Regions from separate parts of the Mus musculus genome. Here region 1 is linked to region 2. A link is a contact called in public Hi-C data. All regions are on one chromosome and are shown on one strand. Each heading gives the region's core, a stretch centred on a gene start, on an enhancer-like site or on the middle of the called end of the contact. The rest is flanking DNA. Distances are from core to core; before and after follow the strand shown. Region 1 has its middle 66 kb from the start of Platr6. Region 2 has its middle 36 kb from the start of 1700020N01Rik.

The links. Hi-C and Micro-C count contacts between places; a contact is called where the count stands out from the background.
Region 1: a contact with region 2 is called in a Hi-C map of uterus, with 1.9 times the contacts expected there. The contact joins two enhancer-like sites. A contact is called at or near these places in 7 of 484 Hi-C or Micro-C datasets (embryonic stem cells, muscle stem cells, myocytes and 2 more), 1 of 115 datasets of contacts at active chromatin or transcription factors (fibro-adipogenic progenitors) and 2 of 9 other capture datasets (adipose tissue and embryonic stem cells).

Annotation. Positions count from the first base shown.
Region 1 is chr10:21,788,522-21,795,730 of GRCm38.p6, reverse strand. No RefSeq gene overlaps it. Among named protein-coding and RNA genes, the nearest start is that of Platr6, 66 kb to the left of the region's middle. Within about 2 kb of position 5,405, at least 115 of the 459 cell types and tissues checked have an H3K27ac peak or open chromatin away from gene starts, as enhancers often do. A contact at or near this core is called in adipose tissue, muscle stem cells, myocytes and 1 more, where this site is marked.
Region 2 is chr10:21,626,077-21,632,790 of GRCm38.p6, reverse strand. No RefSeq gene overlaps it. Among named protein-coding and RNA genes, the nearest start is that of 1700020N01Rik, 36 kb to the right of the region's middle. Within about 2 kb of position 4,075, at least 53 of the 459 cell types and tissues checked have an H3K27ac peak or open chromatin away from gene starts, as enhancers often do. A contact at or near this core is called in adipose tissue, muscle stem cells, myocytes and 1 more, where this site is marked.

The DNA.
Region 1 (7,209 bases), core at 4,156-6,655, 160 kb before region 2:
GCCTGGAAGGAGAGGCCACAATCCCACTGGGTAACCTGGAAGAGACTTCAACAAAGGCAAAGGGTGGGTAGATTTTAAAGAAATGACTAGTGCTGGCATAAGATTCTAGGGGTGGGAAGAAAAATCATTCACACTGAGACCAACAAGCATGCTTGAAGAAGGCTGCCATGAGCCCCTGTGTGAGACAGGACCAGCCACAACTACCAAGTAGGGAAAAGCTGTGAGTATGTGTGTGTGTGTGTGTGTGTGTGTGCGCATCTGTATGTGTCTGTTTGTATCTGTATGCATGTATGTGTCTGTGTGTGTCTCTCCGTGTGTGTATGTACATGTGTCTGTGTGCATGTATGTGCTTGTGTGTGTCTGCCTGTGTATATGTATGTCTGTGTGTATGTGTCTATTCCTGTGTGTGTCTGTTTGTCTCTGTGTGTGTTTGTCTGTGTGTATGTACCTGTGAGTCTCTGTGTGTGTCCGTCTATGTATATCCATGTGTGTGTGTCTGTATACCTGTGTGTGTATATATGTCTGTGTATGCCTGTGTATGTCTCTGTGTATGTGTGTGTGCATGTATCTGTGTGTGTCTGTGTGTATGTGTGTAACTGTGTGTCTCTGTGTGTGTCTATGTATATGGATGCCTGTGTATGTGTCTCTGTGTGTGTGTGCCTGTGTGTGTGCGTGTGTCTGTGTATGGGTCTATGTGTGTACACATGTGTCTGTGTGTATGTGTGTGTGTCTGTGTGTATGGGTACCTGTGTATATGTGTGTGTCTTTGTGTGTGTGTGTGCCTATGTGTGTGTTTGTATGTGCATGTGTCTGTGTATGTGTCTGCATGTGTGTGTGTCTGTGTGTATATTTGCATGTGTCTGTGTGTGCCTGTGTGTGTCTTTGTGTGTGGGTGCCTTTGTATGTGTGTGTGTTAGGGGTAAACTCAGGGTCTCTCTCTTCTCCCCCTCCCATGTGTTCCTCCATGGGAACAACCCCGAGGAAGCCACTTGACAACTATGCCTTCATTTCCCACTAATTACTTTCCCAGAACATAGTTCAGGCAGCTCTGTGGAGGAGCCCAGACAAGGTGTCCAGTGTAATACAGGCCTATCTGATGTCCCTATGAAATTACTATTCTCCTCCTTCAGGCTCCGAGAGTTTAGCCAGTCTCTGCCCTGTTGACAAATTGGCTGGACAGCAATCGGTAGTGCGTCTCCCACTTTAGACATGAGAGGATGGTTTCCCTGAAGGACTTAGAAGCCTGCTCTGTGGCTTCTGTTCCCCTTGCCGTGCTTGAGAGGAGCTCAGGTGGGGTGAGGAAGGGTATGAGGTGCTGAGTTTGCTTGAAGAAGTTTTGTCTCATATGCATCGCACTTGCCAGTGTAGCCATAAGGGGATCTACACTCCCCAGAGTCTATAAGAAATAGCACATAGTCTTAGCATGAAGTGAGCCTTGTTTCTTTCTGGTAGATTATTCTCCCATCTTTACTGGTCAGCCAATTGTTATTAGCCAATTCCTTTATGTGTCCAGCTCATTCATGGGCAGGCCTTGCCATCTACAGTGTAAATAATAAGACATAGGAAACATGACATAAATTATATCCCAAGATGTCGAATGTTGCTTATTATTAATTTCACAGTCTTAGATGAAAGACGTTATCTATTTTTTTCTGAAATGAAGAGATAGAGAATTGAAGGAGAAAGACATTATAAGCTGACCATTTTTCTGAGCTAGTTTTGTTGATTTTGGTGCAACACTGAACTTGCAAAACATCACGCATGTACTTTCAAAAACGGCGAAGCACTTTCGCAGAAGTTCCGCCATGTGTTCTCGAGCAGGGTGTGTTCCATCTGCCTGCGACTTCGGAGCTACAGTTAAAATTCAGCAAGCAGAGGAAAATGAGAAAACACAGACTCACTAAACCCTCTCAGTGGGGGAAGGGGACAAAGAAGAGAAGCACATGCAGAGGGTGTGTGGGTAGAGAGGGCTTAGGATCACAGGCTTGGAGAAGGTTCAGGGTTCTGGGAAAGCTCATAGCTATTCGTACGGCAGCTTACCTAGAATGCACTCACGTGCCTTAATTGCTTCATTTTTCTTTAGAAATGTGGGCCAAAATGTCCCAACCTTTAGAGGGTATTTTGCGGGGGGTGTGGGGGGGTGTAATTTGAATTCACAGCCTTTTCTGGTCTCCTGTCTTGTTTTGTTTTGTTTTTTCTTTTCCTCCTTATCTTCTCCCTCCTTCTCCTCCCCCTTCTTCATGGAGACAGGGTCTTATGTAGTCCAGGCTGTCCTCAAACTTACTATATAGCTGAAGATGGTGTTGAACCTCTAATTCTGTTACCAGCGTGTGCCCCCATACCCAGTTCATGCTTTGCTGGGGATCCAACCCAGGGTTTCAGGTGAGCCAGGCAAGCAGGCACTGACTGGGCCACAGGCTTACTCCCCATCTTAGTTCTCAGTGACATATGAAGAACAAAACCTCTGTGCATCGAGTCAGTTGCATTAAAATAACAAAGTTTAAAAAAAAAAAGCCTAAAAAACAAAACAAAACAAACAAACAAAATCCAACAACCCAAATCTCATTCTAAAGAGTAAAAAAAAAAAAAAAGTAAGAACGGAAACTCCTTCCTCAGTAAGACGTTCACGGGATGAAGCTGTGTTTAGTGTTAAAATGCAATATTTACCTCCCAGGACTAAGGACAAGTGGCTAAATATCAAAAACTGTACTCTCCCCAGGCTGACTTTTCTCAGAGACCCTTCTTTAAATTCAAACTCTGTTCTCTCCTCCTTTGTAAAGAACACAGATACTGTTTACAAATTCGCTTTTAATCTATTTTCAAGATTCAGAGTGAAAATTAAAAAAAAAAAACAACAAAACAAACCTGTTTCTAATTTGCTGAAGCTTTTTTGGGGAGGGGGAGATTTCTTTCCTCAGTCTCTGCACAAGGCATTTTATTAATAATTTATCACAGTGTTCCACAGCAGAGATAAAGCAGACGCCCACATGATCATTTTGTGTTCGTAATGTGGGCTCTGTCGAGCCTTTAATCTCCCTGCACCTGCTGGCACCTGCTCCCTCCCCTCTTTCTAAGGTCTCTGTTTTCTGTTCTGGAGCCTACACAGCTTTGAGCTTCACGTGGCACGCTGCCTGGATAGGCTGTTGATAGCAAAGAAGATGGCACAGCCTTCCGCGACCTCATTTCCACCCATCCTTCAATTCCAACTTTCTTTTCACAAAACCTTGTGTGTGATTTTAGACATAGCGGGGGGGGGGGGGGGGCCCGCGGTGAGGAGAGCATTCCTGGCCCAGGACTGAGTAAGGAACCCCAGGGCTCACACTGGCTTAGCCACAGGTTGAGTTGGATAAGGCTATGTTCTGGGGCTTAGGGTCGGATTGGATCCCATGTCATTCTATGAGGGCAGAATTGGGGGGGGGGGGAAGGGGGAGGGGAGGAAGTTGGGAGGGGGAACCCAGCCATTCTCCTCAAAGCCCAGAGAATATGATGCATGTAGGCTGTAGGAAGACTGTGAGCCCCCTGTGTTCATGATAACTGATGAGGGAGGCTATCTGCTGTTGTGCTGTGCGGGAAGGCCCCTCAGCTTTCTGCTCTGCCTCTTGGATGAGGCCTCTTCTTGAGTGAGCCTCTCATGTTTTTGAGAAGTCAATTCTCTTAGAAGTGACCTATATTTCCTCATTTAGAAAAGCTGGAGAACTCAGGAGTCTTTTTATCTTGAAAACTCAGATCGTGAAAGAGATTTTAAGATACAGTTGTTAAGGGCAGGGGTGGGGGTTGGGGGGGGGCAGCTGGAGCTGGCATCCAAACCTTTCTAAGATAATTAGCTGCCATTAGGAAGGAACATAAAAGTGAGTTTAAAAGATTCTTGCTTGCCTACTTTTCTCTCCTCTTCATTTTTTATTTCCGCTCCGTACAGTAAAAAGTTTCCACAGTAGTTAATCTTTGGGCACACCAAAGACCACAGCAATTGGCTTCTCTTAAGGCCTGTGAACCTTATGGCCATGTGGACCCTGTAAAAGGGGGAAGAGTGGAAAACTTAGGGATTCTGGACGATGCTTGGGGAGTTTTCTGAGGACAGGAAAGGACCGAATCCACAGATACACAAGCAGAAACAAATGAAGAAAATGCTTACTGCCCCTAAGGTATCAGCTTTCTCTGGGCACCAGCCGTGTTTTCTTCTCAGTATAAACAGGTGGAAAATATATGTGATTTTTTTTTTTAACATGGTCTTCCTTTAAGTCTTGCTTGATATCAGTTACATAATACTCTGTCTCCGGTATTATTAGGTAAAACGGTAGGATTGGAGACAGAATAAGGATTGGAATGGTAGCATTTGGACATTAGATATATTGCAGGACCTAGGGGTAGAGGTACATTTCTGGACTCCTCTGTCATGCTGCATCCACCATATGAGGTTGCCCATGGATGTGCAGCTGTATAGGATGGAGAAGTGGTCTAACTTGGGTGATAAAGGCAGCTGAAACCACAGAGCAGTCATCCCTTGTAGCACAGAGATTTTAACAGTGTTTTTCACAGAAGCTGCCCTCACTGGAGTGAGTCAGTCTCTATCCCTGCCTGCTACTTCCTTCCTGCCAGCCTAGAGCAACTCACCTCTGCCTCCGTTGCCTCATGTGTAGCATGGGAGTGAAGACACCTCGCATAGTAGTATGTAGTTGTGAGGTTTAACCAGGATGTGTGTTTATAGGACATAGGCAATGTCTGATGAATGGTATCGGTTTGCACATCCACAAATTATTTCATGTATATTGTACATGTATATCCACGTATACATATGTAGAATGAGTCTGTTGTCAATTTGAGCTATTCACAGTATATGGCAGAAGGATATTACATTTTTTGAAAGCAGATGTGAAAAAAATGCCATAGAGCAAGGAATTCCCACTGTTTCCAGTTTCCAGGTCTGTGGTTCAATATGATACAAGTGTTTCTATTTACCCTTTAATGATACATCTTTGTGGTGGCTATGTATAAACAAGTATCCACCTCCCAAAACCTTCTCAAAGACTGACTACTGAGCATAGGGGGTCCAAAAAAAAAATCCAAGTATAGGATCTGCCCCTCACCAGGGTCATCCTTGCTCTCTGCGTGGTCTCTGTTTGTTTTGGTGTCACCAAGACAAAGTCCTGAGTCAGACTGGATGGAATTCCTTAACTGGAACTCAGCTTAGACTAATTGGGTAGTGTTCTGACTTAGAAAACACATTGTTCGTGATTCTGCTGTTGGTTTCCAAGGGAGTCCCAGGAAGGGACTAAGGCTCATAAACATGACTAGTTGGTGCTCGTGATTCATGTAGTCAAACCGGGAAGGAAGATCTGAAGGCAAGCAAGCCTCCAGAGGTCTCAGCCATCGCAGTTGCCCCTGGCATGCAGATCATTTCATCCTGCTGACTCATAGCCCTGTGGAACTTTCAGGGCTCTGTTGCCGTTTGACTGCCGTGCCTCCCACTGTCCCAGAGCTTGCCAGTCATCCCGCTTCCAGCTCAGTTTATCAGCCTATAACTAATGAGTGTAAATATTGACTTACGGCTGTGTGGTAGTGTGATCCCTCGGCCATGTAAAATGATACACTTAAGAAGCACGCAGAAAATATTGTCAGGTTCCAGCCCTTGAACGAGGCAGTGTGCAAGGAAGGGGACGAGTGTGGACGAACAGCACAGGTTAAGAGCACCTGCCACCTGAACCAGCTGCTCCGTTAAGAGAGTTGTTTTCAAAGGCAGAAGACAGGAGTCTAAGTTGCTTCAGTGTCTATTGGCCCATCCAGGCATGCAGGGAAATGGTTATGTGACCTGCTTTTGGAGTGTCCCTGAGTGTGCTGTGTGCGGCGGTGGCAGCTGTTTGTCACTGATGGATGGGCTATCCCCCGCCTCCTGTGCTTCAATGTCCTCACCTGAATGAGGACTGATGATTGTCAAGGCCAAATAACATGCTCAAGGGACTTCTGGGGTGGATAGCGCTCACCACTTGAGGGTAATGAGCAGACATGCACCTGATAGGGCAGATTTGGAGGCAAGTTTTCTGACTGATCTCCCAATCTTTTCAGAAGTCGCTTTGTTTTAATTTTCTCAATCCCCTAGAGACTGGAGTTTGAGTTTCTATTGTCTTCCCCTCCCCGCACCCTACCCCCACGCCCAGAATCTGGAAGCTCACACAGCCTCACATACTGTGAGAAAACCTGATTTGAGGAACAGGTTTCTTAAGAGTTTTCTTCTCTGAAGCATTTTTGAAATTAAAAGTAATAATCTTTCCCCCAACAGAAACAAGGTTGTGCATGGAGAGTCCTTCCCCAGGCTGAGCCAGCTGGATTGAGGTGTTTAGGAGCCCATGTGGGGAGGCCCAGCCCATGTGCTTTTCCACTCCTCCCTCGCTGTGGATGCTACTCCGGGCTCAGACGCCCACCCATGTCTTATGCTCGGAGGCCTGCAGTTCCCTTCTCTTTGGGGGTGACCCTGACTGTGACTGGCTTAGGATGCCTGGTACCTGGACACTCCCCTCCCCATCCCATAGCTCCTCCACCATGCTTGCCTTGGCTCCCTTGGTCCTCCTACCTCGCACACCACACACAGGCGCCCACAGGGCTTTCTCTGCCTCCCTCTCCCCTCTTTCTGCAGCAGACTCAGCGCTGCCTCATGATCTTCCTTTTTATGCATTTGTCATACCGATTAGGAGCAACTGGGGAGTAGCCCAACTTCTCCACCAGCCTATTAGTTAGAGACGTTAGATTTACCTGGATGTATAATTTTGTCCTCACTATGTAGGGCAGTTCTTGTGGCTATCTACTCTTAGTCACCTACATATTGATTTGTCTTAACACATCGCTGCCAAGGGTAACTAAGTATAAACAATAACAACATGGTAACAATAACGGATTTTTCATTGGTGTTGATTTTGGTTCTTTGAGACCTTCTTTCACTGTCTGTGCAGACCAGATGGAGATCCCCCTGCGTCTGGAATTCTGGGGATTATAGGCATGTGCTACCACATCCAGCGAACAATGAACATTGTAAGTTGCTAGTTACAATTTTCTAAATTCATTCTCTCTCCTTCCCCTTCCCCTTTCCCTTCCCTCTCCCCTCACCACAACATGGACTGAAGTCTAAATCTCAGTGGGGCCACTTTGCAAAGTCTTGTGTGAGCATGGCCAAATGAATACATAGAGACACTGGCTGAGTTCTTCAGGAAAGCCAAAGTG
Region 2 (6,714 bases), core at 2,826-5,325:
GGTGTGTGTGTGTGTGTGTGTGTGTGTGTGTGTGTGTGTGTGTGTGTGTGTGTGATATCTCACATGTGCCATTTGGGGCTGATCTTTCCACAGTCACTCATTCTCAGCACTCTGACTGGCTACATTAACCTGTCTCTTACTTAAGTGCCATTCACTGCAAAAAAAGGGGGTGGGGTGGGGAGAGCTTTTCTAATGAGGGTTGAGAGCTGCCTTAATCTATGATATAATACAGGTATTTAGGAGGCGATTTGATGCTGTCCCTGCTTAGTAAAGTAGAAATGGGGTCTCCCATCTGATCTTCCCAGCCACACAATCTTGGCCAGGTTTCAGTGTCAGGCATAAATTCTCTCCTCTGAGGTTGGCCTCAATTCTAATCAGAAAGTGGCTGGTTCCTCCATAGTATTCATTCTACTATGGCACTGAGAGGCATGTCTTGGCAGGTTGGTCATCATTGTAGCTCACAGGGTTCAAAGTTGGATAATACATTGATAGCTGATGACACAGCACCATCTAGCACTATGGGATTTTTTTTTTTAATTTTCAGATAGCGTTTCTGCATAGTTATAGAATGTGATGTTCTTATTTCCTATGAAGGCTGTAGCATGGTGAAGCTGGGACAGATGCCTGTCTACACTATACCATGCTGGCATCCAGCTGGTCCACCTTCCCTCCCTATTGTGCATCTAAACAGACCTTGTGAAAAACAGCAAGATAAAAATTTTAGAGTCCTACCACACTTAAAATATTTCTTTTGCAAAGGACAGTGGATTTGAAAAGCTCAAGATGCTAAGTAGGTAGAGACTTGTGGAAGCTGGTTTACATAAAGCTATGTGAGCTCTAAGGAATAGAGACCAACTCTACTTTTGGGAAGTGAGTCAAGTATTATCTGAAACTAGTCGCACAAACCCAAATGGATCAGAAGGTCATAAAGTCCTTGGTCTGTCTCTGGTTTAGTCCCTGGTCTTTTTCCTTCTTGGTTTCCTTTATGTGTCTTGTGTGGCCTCTAGGGCAGTCTCCCTCAAGGATATTTATCCCTGACCAGTCTGGCCTTTCCTCTCTGTAACAGCTCATAAGCTTTTGCACATGGCTCTGGCTCACTGTGCCTGTGGCAATTTGACAATTGCAGTAAAACTGCTTCTTGGTCATTTACTCCTCATTTCTTAGTCCAACTTTCCAGAGGAAAGCTGTAGTTGGTTCAACTCTTTTCCATATTTCAGGCCAAGGGTAAGGGAGGGCGCAGCTGTGAGATGGTCCTGAGGTCAGGCTTGTCCAATCTCTGCCACAAAAATGAAGTTCAAGACTTTTGGGGGGAAAAGATTATGGATAGGCGATATTCTCAAGAAAGACTGCCAGTCAGGTTGACTGTGTGTGCACATATTTACAAATTCATTTTCTGTTCACAAATTACAATTATGCATAGCTATGGAGTAAAGTTTTTATCTGGAAGCCACTTTTGATATGATCTCAGGTCTTTATTAAATTTTTAGCTATTCATTCAACAAGTTTTCATTAAGTGGTCTGAGTGGGTCTAATCTAGGAAGAAATAACAACTCAAATAGGACCTGGGATGCTTAGAAATACTGGATTCCCCAGTGCGACCTTGCCCCATGGTTCCTATGTCCTACATGTTGTCATCACTTACAGCTCGGTTTTGATTTGTCACCTCTGTGAGACTTATCTATGCTGTCAGTAGAATGGAAGGATACTTTTTATGCACAGCCGCCTTCACAAAGATTCAGGATTATCTTCACCACACACGTCTTGGCAACGTGTCTGAGTGGTTCTGAAGGGTTATGGCACTTTCATCTATGAGATAATATGAATTTATAAGCACACATAAGTATCAGATGGGTATATGAGAAGAAGAGGAAACAGCATGAATTCTGCTAGTCATAGGTTAAGGACTTACTGCTTATAAACTTTTGCCACATTTTTAAAAAAAGAAACTCTTCCCTTTGGCAGATACTCAAGTGGTGAACCATCTTAAAGAGACATCCTGGTGCCTCCCCCAGGAGGCCAAGGTCAACACTAACCATCTGACATTCATTCATGCTTATTGTGTGCATCCATAAAGAAAGGAGTGAGAACAACCCTTGACCTCTGTGGTCTTTCTCCAAAGACCCAGGCCCTATTCAGTCTCAGCCTAAGCAGAAAAAAAAAATAATGTTTGGGCATACTGTCCAAGAAGCAAAACTGTCTAACAAATTTCCTAAAGACATCCAAGGTTGTAAAACAAGAGGAGTCTAAGAAACTATCTCAGTTATGAACACAGCCTGAGATGACAACTCAATAAGCATGTTATAACTACATGGATGTAGCTGTCAAGTAGAAAGGGCCACTGATGTAAAGATAAGGAAATAGATAAAGAGTATACTTTAGCCAGTAATAATCCATACATATCTAAACAAATATAATTATATTAATGTATGACATTAATATTTCAGGGATGCTGAATACAGGGTATATAGAAATTACATCATCTTTTAAACTTTTAAGTAAATCATTACCTACCTATTCAAAAATAAATTGTATTTAAAAACCCATTATGTGTTAGAAGAAAATTGAAGAAAGACTCTTTTGATTTGCTTTGTTTGTTTTCCTCGGAATCTTTGAGTATGGTACTTCTGGTGTTACACCAAGATTGTCCTGGAAATCTTTGGAGTGTCTGAAGCTCGGATGCCTTATATACCCATCTTCCCTGGAGGCTCTGCAGTGAAAGTACAGGGCAAAACTAGGTGCTGCTTGGGGGCTCTCCATTTATCAGGTGTTAGCATAATTATAACAAACAGACCACTTAACAGCAAAACTCATCAAGTCTGTACTGTACTTAAAAAAATAATGTGCAAACATTATAACAAGTAGCATAGACAGATGGGAAAAAAAAAACCTGCCCATCTTCCCTCTTATTTCTCTCCCTGTATCCCTTGTTCCTTCTGCCTGGCTAGTTACAGTGCTGAAGAAACTAGCCATTCTGATTTCTATATTCACATTTCATCACAAACATTCTCAGGTCATTTCCTATCGTCAACTTTTCATTTTGAAAGGATGGGTAACAGTGAAATAAGCTGCTACGCTATAATTGAATTGAATTCTCTAAAAGCCAATGCTTCAGTTAACCATGTCTACCACAAGGGACTGAGCTCCCTGTGGCTCATCCTGTGTCACCCAACTGAATGCTCAGATGATGTCTAGAGTATATTTATTCCTTGGGAAGACATTCTGAACTCCTGACCTGAGTCTCCTGCCAGGGGTGCACAGAGTCCATGCTCAGCAGTTTTGGGGATTGCAACGCAGAGCTGCACAGCTCTGCAGTAACCGGACCTCATCTTTCCTTTCTGCTTTTTAAGATGCCTCACTGTGAAATCAAACTTGTTTGGCTCCAGGCATTCAAAATGCCTTTCATTTACTCACGAAGAGACGATAACTGTGGTTAACTTTATGTACCACATGATTGAAAAATGAAATGTTCTCATGGACAGGGTTGCAAAAAAAGATAACCAAAATGGATGAAGGAAGGAGGCGATGATGGACCGACCATAAGTCATCCGGTTACAGTTTCTTGGAAGATGGAGAGAATGCATATCTTGTTTGATGTCCTCAAGCCAAGAGCGTATCTAATGCCTGTCAACTCCTCTAAGGAGAAAAACGCTGGATACACCTAACCCTCTTCCTCTTCTCCTCTCCCCCTCTCTCTCCTGCAAGGCATAGATTATTAAAAGGAAATTTGCTTTTCTTCTTAAGGTCATTGCAAAAACCTAGCTTCAGTTCTGATCTTGGTACACATAAGAGACAGGAAAGAAAGTGGATTGTTAAACTGAAAAACAAGCAAGCAAGCAAACAAACAAACATATAAATGGTTCTGTAATAAAAGGTACTGGACACTAGAGGGATTGGACCAAAATGTAGAGGAGTGTTCAGTACCAACTTATAAAAATGGTCACTACACTGGCAGAATTTATGTCAGAGGATGGAAAACATGAGTAATGTTCTTGCCAAAAAGGACATTCTGGACCGACCCATGCAAACAAGCAATCAGAGGCTGGAGCCTGGCCGAGCCAGCCCCATGAGGAAACAGCTGTGAGGTCAGCCTCAGCTTAGCAACACAGGCAGTCTCTTTCTCTCCGTATTAGAGTCAACACAGAAAGCTCATGGCCCACCCAAACAGGGAATGGAAGGCTCCAGAAAGCTGGAATATGCATACGGTGCCCTCGGGTTTCCTCTGACTCATGCTGGTAACTGTGAGCCACAGGGACAAATCTTCACCTGTGACTTTGCTTCGATCGGGCACTCTGACTTGTTGACCTTGTGAAACGTTAAGAGGCAAGTGGGTGTTCATTTTGTGTTGCTACCACAGATTACTTTATCACAGGAATTATGTGAAGAAAAGAGATTTGACTCAATTTTGGGGTCACAATGTCCAAATAGAACAACGATATTTGTAGGTAACATCCCCAACTGTGTCACAGTATTGTGGAGAAGTAAAAAATGAAAATGTCTGTGGGCATAAGAGATCAAGTACATGGGATGGTCTCATTATGTGCAACTCATCCCCAAAAGAACTACCTTAATGCCCTTCAAAGGTGCTGCTGCTATGACCTAACCACCTTCCACTAAGCCTACCCCTTAAAGAGGCAGACTATTACAATGGAGCCCAAGCTTCTATTACAGCACATGGCTCTCTGGGGGACAGAGAACATACCTAAATCATACTGGGGACCAACTACATAGAGCTTTTGATAGCTGAACAGGAGAAAGGGTTTTGTTTGTTTGTTTGTTTGTTTTTGCCTTTAATCAGGCTGGTTTACTTTTCAATAGGACTCCTTATGTCATGGACTCCAGCCTATCTTTAAACAATTTAAAGTTACAAAAAGCCCATGCTTTTCCTTCCTTCTGAATATTTTTGTTCCTGTCATATTTTTTCTCTTTGGAGGTTACTTCTTAAAACTTCATGCAGCATTTTTCTATGTTTAAATAACTCAAAATCAGACAACACATCATTTATTTCTTGCAGCATAGTTGACCTTGTGATGCCACATTTTCTCGTTCTTCATAGGAAATCAATCTGGGTAGTAAAGAACCCATGTGCTTTATAGTCTACTTCAAACTCTGAGCTAACCTAGTAAATCAAGCTATAAATGAAAATTACCAATGGGGGAAAGAGTCTTTTCTATTTAACTTTTCAGGGAAAAAAAATCAGTCCAGTAGTTTCCAAGGCGCTGCGTTTACCTTGCCAACTTCCATTACAAACCCTGGCTAACAGCATGGCCCAAAAAGTGGCTCATTATTAACTATGTGGGCAAATATTAAAAAAATAAAAGAGAGAAACAGAGTTGGGGTCTACTTATCGATTAAAAACAGAGAGATGCAAATGCCAGTTAAAGATGGAGACCTTGTATGAGATCCTCTAAGGTGGATACAGACACTGCCCTTTCTGCCAAGCTGTGCCAGGCAGGGCTGTGCTGCAAGAGAACCTCAGACTCCTAGTATAGAGTCTGACTCCCTTCTCTGGACTCCCGGGTTCAAGGCAGGGGATTGGTAAGGGCAAGGCTTAGGAGGTCAGACAAGTCAAGGATAAATGAGACTTATGTGGCTGGATGAACAAGAGCCACCTGACCCAGAAAATATACCTTGATTGGGAGGCTGGGGCAGGATTTCACCCTGGTCCATTTTCTCTGAAGTCCCATTTTATACAGACAGCAAGCACACATTTGTATATGCAATGGGCAGGTAGCAGAATGTAGGGCTTATTCTGTGGACATTAAGTGGGAAGACAGAAGGTCTGGTCCATTACTAAGGCAGTTATGAGATTGTCGAGTGAGAGGGACCATTTCTGTCTTACTCAGATTCTCACCATGCCACTAGCCCTTACATGTAGGTAAATCTGTTTGGAAAGTTCAAGGGCTTCTGACTGTAATTCATCTTGCAGCATTACCGTGAGGCTTTGTCTGAGACTCTCAATGCTGAGTGAGAAGCTGCTCCAACCACACAGCACTCACTTCCCGACAGACCTTCTGTGCGCCTTTTGTTCTTAGCCCTTGGAACTTCTGAGTTGTTTAGCTCAAGCTCTTGGTAGATGCCTCTGTGAGATGTTTAGACCAGCATACAGATTCACCACTGGCTATTCAGCAAGTTACATAGAAAACACAGCACACAAAGAAATCGGAACCCTGTCAGAGCAAACTCAAACTCTACCGAGTAGGTGCCGCTGCTTTTGGACTGGAGAAACTGTTTCTTTGACACGTAACTGATTCGAAGTGTAGAAGTTTTTTCTCAGGGCCACCACATCCCATCCTAGCTTCACCTTGTTGTTCAGGCTGTGTACAGATGCTGTATGCTCTCATTTGGTAATGCACTGAAATGTATCCTTGTCTACTAAGTTTGGAACTCAAATTACCATGCCAAAGTGGACACACTCTATTACTGGTGCAAGGCATATTATTTTCTTGATCACAGAGCTATAATCCTTTTCATCTTGAATCCAGATCTTAATGATGAAGCAGTCTTGTATTAAAACAAAGCTGTCACACCATTTCATTCCATGAATATCAACTTGTCTAGGGTAAAGCATGATTTCCAAGTGGAAATCCACTTTGCTTTTAGGGCACAGCGGCAACACATAGTGGGTACTTGAATCTGGGCACCTTTGAAAGTAGATGGGAGGCTTCCAATCAGCAAGAAATTGGCCCGTTCTTCCCATATGCTTCTAGTTGGCTT